2 separate regions of the Pan troglodytes genome follow, and region 2 is linked to region 1. A link is a contact called in public HiChIP or PLAC-seq data. All regions are on one chromosome and are shown on one strand. The core of a region is the stretch at or near the end of the contact, and the rest is flanking DNA. Distances in the headings are between cores, read along the strand shown. Region 1 holds the start of NPDC1 (neural proliferation, differentiation and control 1). Region 2 holds the start of PHPT1 (phosphohistidine phosphatase 1).

Region 1 (2,828 bases), core at 208-2,707:
AAAAATTTTGTAATAAAAAGTTTTTCCTAGAGACGTGAAAGGAGAGTGTCTGTGGGGTGGGGCATCCTTGCTGTGGCCTGTGCCCCCACCTTCCCGCTGTTCTAGCCGCACGGGCCTGCCCTTGGTCCTGAGGGTGGACACCATCCCTCCCTACTGCCTTCTGCTCTGGAGCCAGGCCTGGGGCACTGGCTGCTGCCCTGCTGTGCCGTGGCAGCCTAGAGTAGCTGCAGGATGGCTGGCCCGAGGGAATGTTCCTGGGCCCTTGAGTCTTCTCTGGCCAGCAGAGTTCCCCAAAACCATCACATCCGGATCTGCGTTGGTGACCAAGGCCAGACTGAAGGTTGGGTCCTGGTACAGTGAGCCTGGGGGTGAGGGTAGAGGTCAGGGAGGTGGCGGAGAGTGGGTGGCAGCCAGCCAGGCGGCTTCCTAGGGGGCAGTCAGTGCTGGTAGAGACTGGAGGGAGGGCAGGCCCACATCAGGAGGTGGCACAGGGGTGGGAGATGAGATCAGGACCGGGACCCATAGGCAGGAATCTTGCACAGAACCTGGCTGTGGAGCCGAGCCATGCAATGGCACAGGGCACCTTGCCCTTCTCACCTGGGACTGAGTGTCCTGCACCTCCAAAAGGCATCCTGCAGCCCCAGCCAGGCCCTGCAGCCCCTCCCCAAGCCAGTTTTCTCCAGGATGGGAAGGCCTGGTCTTGCCCACTCGCCTCCTCACCTTCCTGGGAAGTGAGCTTAGACACTGTCTCTATGCTCAGTGCCCTGGCGAGGAGGGTGGTGGTTCTTATTCTGCTCTTCCCTCCCCTCTTCACCATTTTTTAAAAGTCATTTGATAAACCTGAGGGCAGCCAGCCCCAGCTTTGAAGTTCTGAGACTGGAAGGACCAAGGGGACACCCCGGGTTGGAGGTCTCACTCTTGTTCTCTGAATGACTAGTCAAAGGAGGTTTCTAGTGGGATGGGGTGGGCGTGCTCTTGGGAGGCAACAGGTGAGGTGCAAGGGGGGCATCAGAGATGCCCGTTGTCAGCTGGGCACAGTGGCTCACGCCTGTAATCCCAGCACTTTGGGAGGCTGAGGCTGGCGTATCACCTGAGGTCAGGAGTTCAAGACCAGCTGAGGCAACATGGTGAAACCCCGTCTGTACTAAAAATACAAAAATTAGCCCAGCATGGTGGCATGCGCCTGTAATCCCAGCTACTCAGGAGGCAGAGGCACGAGAATCACTTGAACCCGAGAGGTGGAGGTTGCAGTGGGCCGAAATGGCACCACTGCACTCCAGGCTAGGCGACAGAGACGCTGTCTCAAAGAAAAAAAAAAAAAAAAAAAAAAAGATGCCCATTGTCCTGAGGGAGCTAAAGGGCTGTCACCTGGGGACCCTGAACACCTTGGACAGCTCCCAGCTCCAGTCCTCAGTGGCTCCGGATCACTCTTGCCCCCTGGTGGCCTCACTGCGCGCGGCCGCCGCGGCTCCAGCCAAAGCTGCAGTCGGGGCCGGGGCCGTTCTGTGTTCCTGTATTTGCTTTTCCCGCGAGTGGGGGTGCCCCTGCCTCTGTGGGCACACCTGTGCCTTCCTGTGCACCTGCCCAGCTCGTGAGCACCTGTCTGCGTGCGCCCGGCGCTCCTGTGTCTCTGTGCGCTCGCGAGGCTAGGCCCACACAGGTCCTCTGCCCCATCGCGGGTGCGGGTGAGGGGCTCGGAGTCCTACCGGGAAGAGGCCAGAAGGGAGCGCATCCTGGAGAAGCCCACCCGCGGCCCAAACCCAGCCGGACTTCTGGGAACCGCACCGGCCCCAGAGACCGCAGGTGCCGAGACACCCTGAGGCCGAGAGAGGTCCAGCGAGGCCCGGAGAGGGGACCAGAACTGGAGCAGGGGGAGGGGGCGCAGTCTGGAGCCGCCCTCCCGCCCCCTCAGGTGGAGCGCGCAGGCGCAGTCTCCGCGTGCGCGCCTCGCCGGCGCCTCCATCCCGGATCCTTGCTGCAGCGTCAGCGCCGCCGCCCGTGCCTTTCCTCTTCCTCCTCCTCCTCCTTGGCATCCGCCTCCTCTTCCTCCTGCGTCCTCCCCCGCTGCCTCCGCTGCTCCCGACGCGGAGCCCGGAGCCCGCGCCGAGCCCCTGGCCTCGCGGTGCCATGCTGCCCCGGCGGCGGCGCTGAAGGATGGCGACGCCGCTGCCTCCGCCCTCCCCGCGGCACCTGCGGCTGCTGCGGCTGCTGCTCTCCGGCCTCGTCCTCGGCGCCGCCCTGCGTGGAGCCGCCGCCGGCCACCCGGGTGAGCGAGCGCGCTGGGCGCAGGCCGCGGGGCGCCCCGGGGCCGGGATCGCCGGGCGGGGACCGGGTTGCCGGGCGCCGCCGCCCTCGTCCTGCCCAGGCCCGCAGGCCCTGCAGGCCTGGTCCGCTGGTGGCGGCGGCCCCGCCTCGCCCACGATGGAATAAACAGGCCTGGCCGGAGGGCGCAGCGCGGAGCCTCCAAAAGGCCGCGCCGGATGGGGCTTCTGCCGGTTCCCAGAGGCGTACCTTACATTCATGGCTTCTTCCGCCGGGAGCCCGTCTGGCTCAGGCCTCCGCGCCGCGGCCATCTGGCTCTGGGCGGGCCCGCCGGGAGTCTGCCTGTGTGCGTCTCTGTGTCTCCGTGTTCGGGGCTCCTGCGGGTGTGGGGCTGGCCCTGAGTGCCCGCCGGCTTCGCTGCCGGTGCGCGTCCCGGGGTCGGGGCCTCAGTGCTGCTCTGCCTGTCCTCACGCCTTGGGTGGCGCTGGGCACCGGCCTTGTGCGCCATGGTGGGCGCTGAAGTTCTGGGGGCACTTATGGCGCAGGCTCGGGGTGCTGTTCTAGCT
Region 2 (2,714 bases), core at 79-2,578, 200 kb after region 1:
CCGGGGGCCGCTTGTACTGCGGGAGGCGGGCTCTGCGAGAGCGACGACCAATCCCGTCGGGGAATGCTTCCCAAGGCCCAGCGCCTCAGCCAATTGTACCGCCGACCGAGGCACGTGCTGACCAATCGCAATCCAGTTCCTTGCCGCCTTGCGGCTCCGCCAGCCCCGCTTAAAGGAAACGTGGAATCGGGAATGGGTGGTGATGAAATCCAGCCAACGGAAAAGTTCCTCTCCAGCGGGGTCCGGTGGCACCCTTGGAACGGGGCAGTTAGGCGGCCCGCGAGGCTGGGGCAACGAGGGAGGCCTGAGGGACTTGCCAGCCCTGACCTCCTGTCCCGCACGTAGTCCGAAGGCCACCCTCCCCGTGGCCCCCACCGCCCAAAGGCCTCCCCCCTCCCCCTCCCACCGCCCGAAGGACTCCCCCTCCCCCTCCCACCGCCCGAAGGACTCCCCCCTCCCCCTCCCACCGCCCAAAGGCCTCCCTCTCTCCCCCTCCCACCGCCCGAAGGACTCCCCCTCCCCGCTCTCCACCGCCCGAAGGCCTCGCTCTCTACCCCCTCCACCGCCCGAAGGACTCCCTCTCTTCCCCGTCCACCGCCCGAAGGCCTCTCCCTTTCTCCTCTCCACCGACCGAAGGCTTCCGTCCCCAACCCCGCTACCCGTACAAGGAGGCAACAGCAGCCGCTACATTCAAGTTCTATTTTACTTGGTTCGAAAGCTCTTGCCCCCTGGAAATTATTCCGGCCCAGGGGCGTTCCTGGCCGGCCCTCAGGGGTGGGGCCGAATGCAGAGGCCCTGGGGTAGGGGGCGCGGGGCGCGGCGGCGGGTGGGCAAGCGGGACGCCTGGCCGGTGCAGACGCGCGGGGACGAGATGGGCGCGCCGGGTGCGAAAGCAGGAGCGGAGGCGGGGGTGCCCAATTTCTCTCACTTGGTGCCCCCTCCCCTGGCTCCGAAGTAGGGCTGGGGACTCCAGGAGGGCCCTTGCGTTTGGCCTCCACCCCTCTCCCGGATACCCCACCCTCCAGAGAGCTCTGGGCGCGGACCAGGGTGCACTTGGGGGACAGGTGGAGGCCGGGCCGCCGGGCTTGCGCCTCCACGCCCGCAGTACGGGGTGCGGCCAGAGCGGGTGTGCGGGGACCTCTCGGGACAGGTCAAGCCCCCTCGGGTGGGCTTCCACGCTTACCAACTAGCTCTCTCCCTCACCTGCTCGCACCACGCTTTGCCCTCCAGGCTCCCACCTGGGAACGCCCCGTCCCTTGGTCCTTCCTCTCCTAGCCAGGTATCAGCTCTGGCCAGGCCCATGTGCTCTGCTTCCCCTGTTCAGGTCCCCTGCCCTTTCGGCTGGGAGACTTGCATATCGGCCTGAAGACCTCCCTGCGGTTTTTCCCAGCTCCTGCAGGGCCCAGACTGCAGCGGCTGGAGGCGAAGGGACGGCAGGGCGCGTGGCGTGGTTAGTGTGCTGGCTCCGACCAGCGGGAACGCACTGCGCACCGTCCGCCCTGCCCACCGCCTCGGCGGGACGCGCTCGCGCACACGGACGCACAGAGGTCGACCAGGGTGTTCTCCAGCGAGGAGGCAACACTGCCGCGGGAGGCGGGGCGGGGCGTGTTTAAAGTGACAGACTGGGCTTTGGTTACGTCGGGCTTCTGGACGAGGGGAAACCGGAGTCGGGGAGGCTCCAGCGAGAGCCCCGCGGACCGACGGGGACCGGATCTGTACGGGTGGGGTCTGTGCAGTAGTGACCCCTCCGAGTGAAGGCAGAGCTCGGCGGTCCTCAGGCCCACCCCGCCTCCCAGCGGGGAGCACCGAGGGCGAGGACCGACTTCTTCTGGGGATCCTCGAGGGCGAGCTGGGAGAGGGAGGAGACCCGGAGGAGGGAGAGGGGTTGCTGGGGGTGGGAAGGCGAAGGGCCTGTGAGGAACACTACAGGGACGAAGGGCCGGGGGGTGGGGGCCTGGGCGGAGCTGGAGGCCGTACTGAGCGGAGCTTGGAAGGCTGGGGAATTAGAGGCGGGGCCTAGAAGAAGTCGGGGTGGGGCCCTGGCGGGGCTCGGGGGCGGCCCTGGGTGGGCCGGGCGGGGCCTGAGTGGGCAGGGCAGGGTTCGGGCCAGCGCCTGGGCTAGGCCTGGTGGGCCCGGCGCCTCACATGATGTCGTCCAGCAGGTTGGCGCTGGCCACCCAGTCGAGCGCGCGCGGCTCGGAGGCGGCCATGATCATGCACATGAAGGGGCGGCCGGTGCGCCGGTCCGTGGGGTAGATGGTGGTGGGCGTGAAGCGCCTGTTGGCCTCGACGAACTCGCAAAGCTGCTCGTAGACGCGCGGGAACTCGTGGCGCAGGAAGACGCCGCGCAGCCGCAGCTCGCGCTGGATGTGGATGAAGGCCACCTCGCGCGCGCGCCGGCCCGCCTCGCCGTCCTGATCCAGGCCCGCCGTGCCCGGCGGTGGCGTCAGGATCAGCGTCTCCATGTCGGGCTCGCGGCTCCGCGCCGGGGGCGGCCGCGCGGGGCTGCCGGCCGCCAGCGCTACCTTGGCGAACTTGCGCACTGTTGGCCCGTGGCTGCGTGGCGCGGGCGCGGGCAGGGCGGGTGTCCCCGGTGGCGCGGTGCCGGGTCCCACGGCCACGGACACGCTGAGCAGGAAGCACTCTGCCGGTTCGTAGAGGCGCCCAGCGGCCGCCAGCTCGCGCGCGTAGCTGCCCAGGGGCGCCGCGTGTGT

Evidence for each region. HiChIP or PLAC-seq counts read pairs in DNA pulled down with a chosen protein or histone mark.
Region 2: a contact with region 1 is called in an H3K4me3 HiChIP or PLAC-seq map of stem cell-derived excitatory neurons, with 4 times the contacts expected there. The contact joins the promoter of PHPT1 here to the promoter of NPDC1 in region 1. A contact is called at or near these places in 1 of 7 Hi-C or Micro-C datasets (stem cell-derived neural progenitor cells) and 1 of 1 datasets of contacts at active chromatin or transcription factors (stem cell-derived excitatory neurons).

Annotation. Positions count from the first base shown.
Region 1 is chr11:1,404,390-1,407,217 of NHGRI_mPanTro3-v2.0_pri, forward strand. NPDC1 (neural proliferation, differentiation and control 1) reads left to right here and starts at 1,458. Exons shown (of 9, transcript XR_010148524.1): 1 at 1,458-2,266. It overlaps ENTPD2 (ectonucleoside triphosphate diphosphohydrolase 2), which reads left to right. Exons shown (of 9, transcript XM_016962218.4): 9 at 1-29.
Region 2 is chr11:1,609,347-1,612,060 of NHGRI_mPanTro3-v2.0_pri, forward strand. PHPT1 (phosphohistidine phosphatase 1) reads right to left here and starts at 1,329. Exons shown (of 5, transcript XM_016962189.4): 1 at 1,204-1,329; 2 at 1-168. It overlaps AJM1 (apical junction component 1 homolog), which reads right to left. Exons shown (of 3, transcript XM_016962177.3): 3 at 686-2,714. The coding sequence ends at 2,142.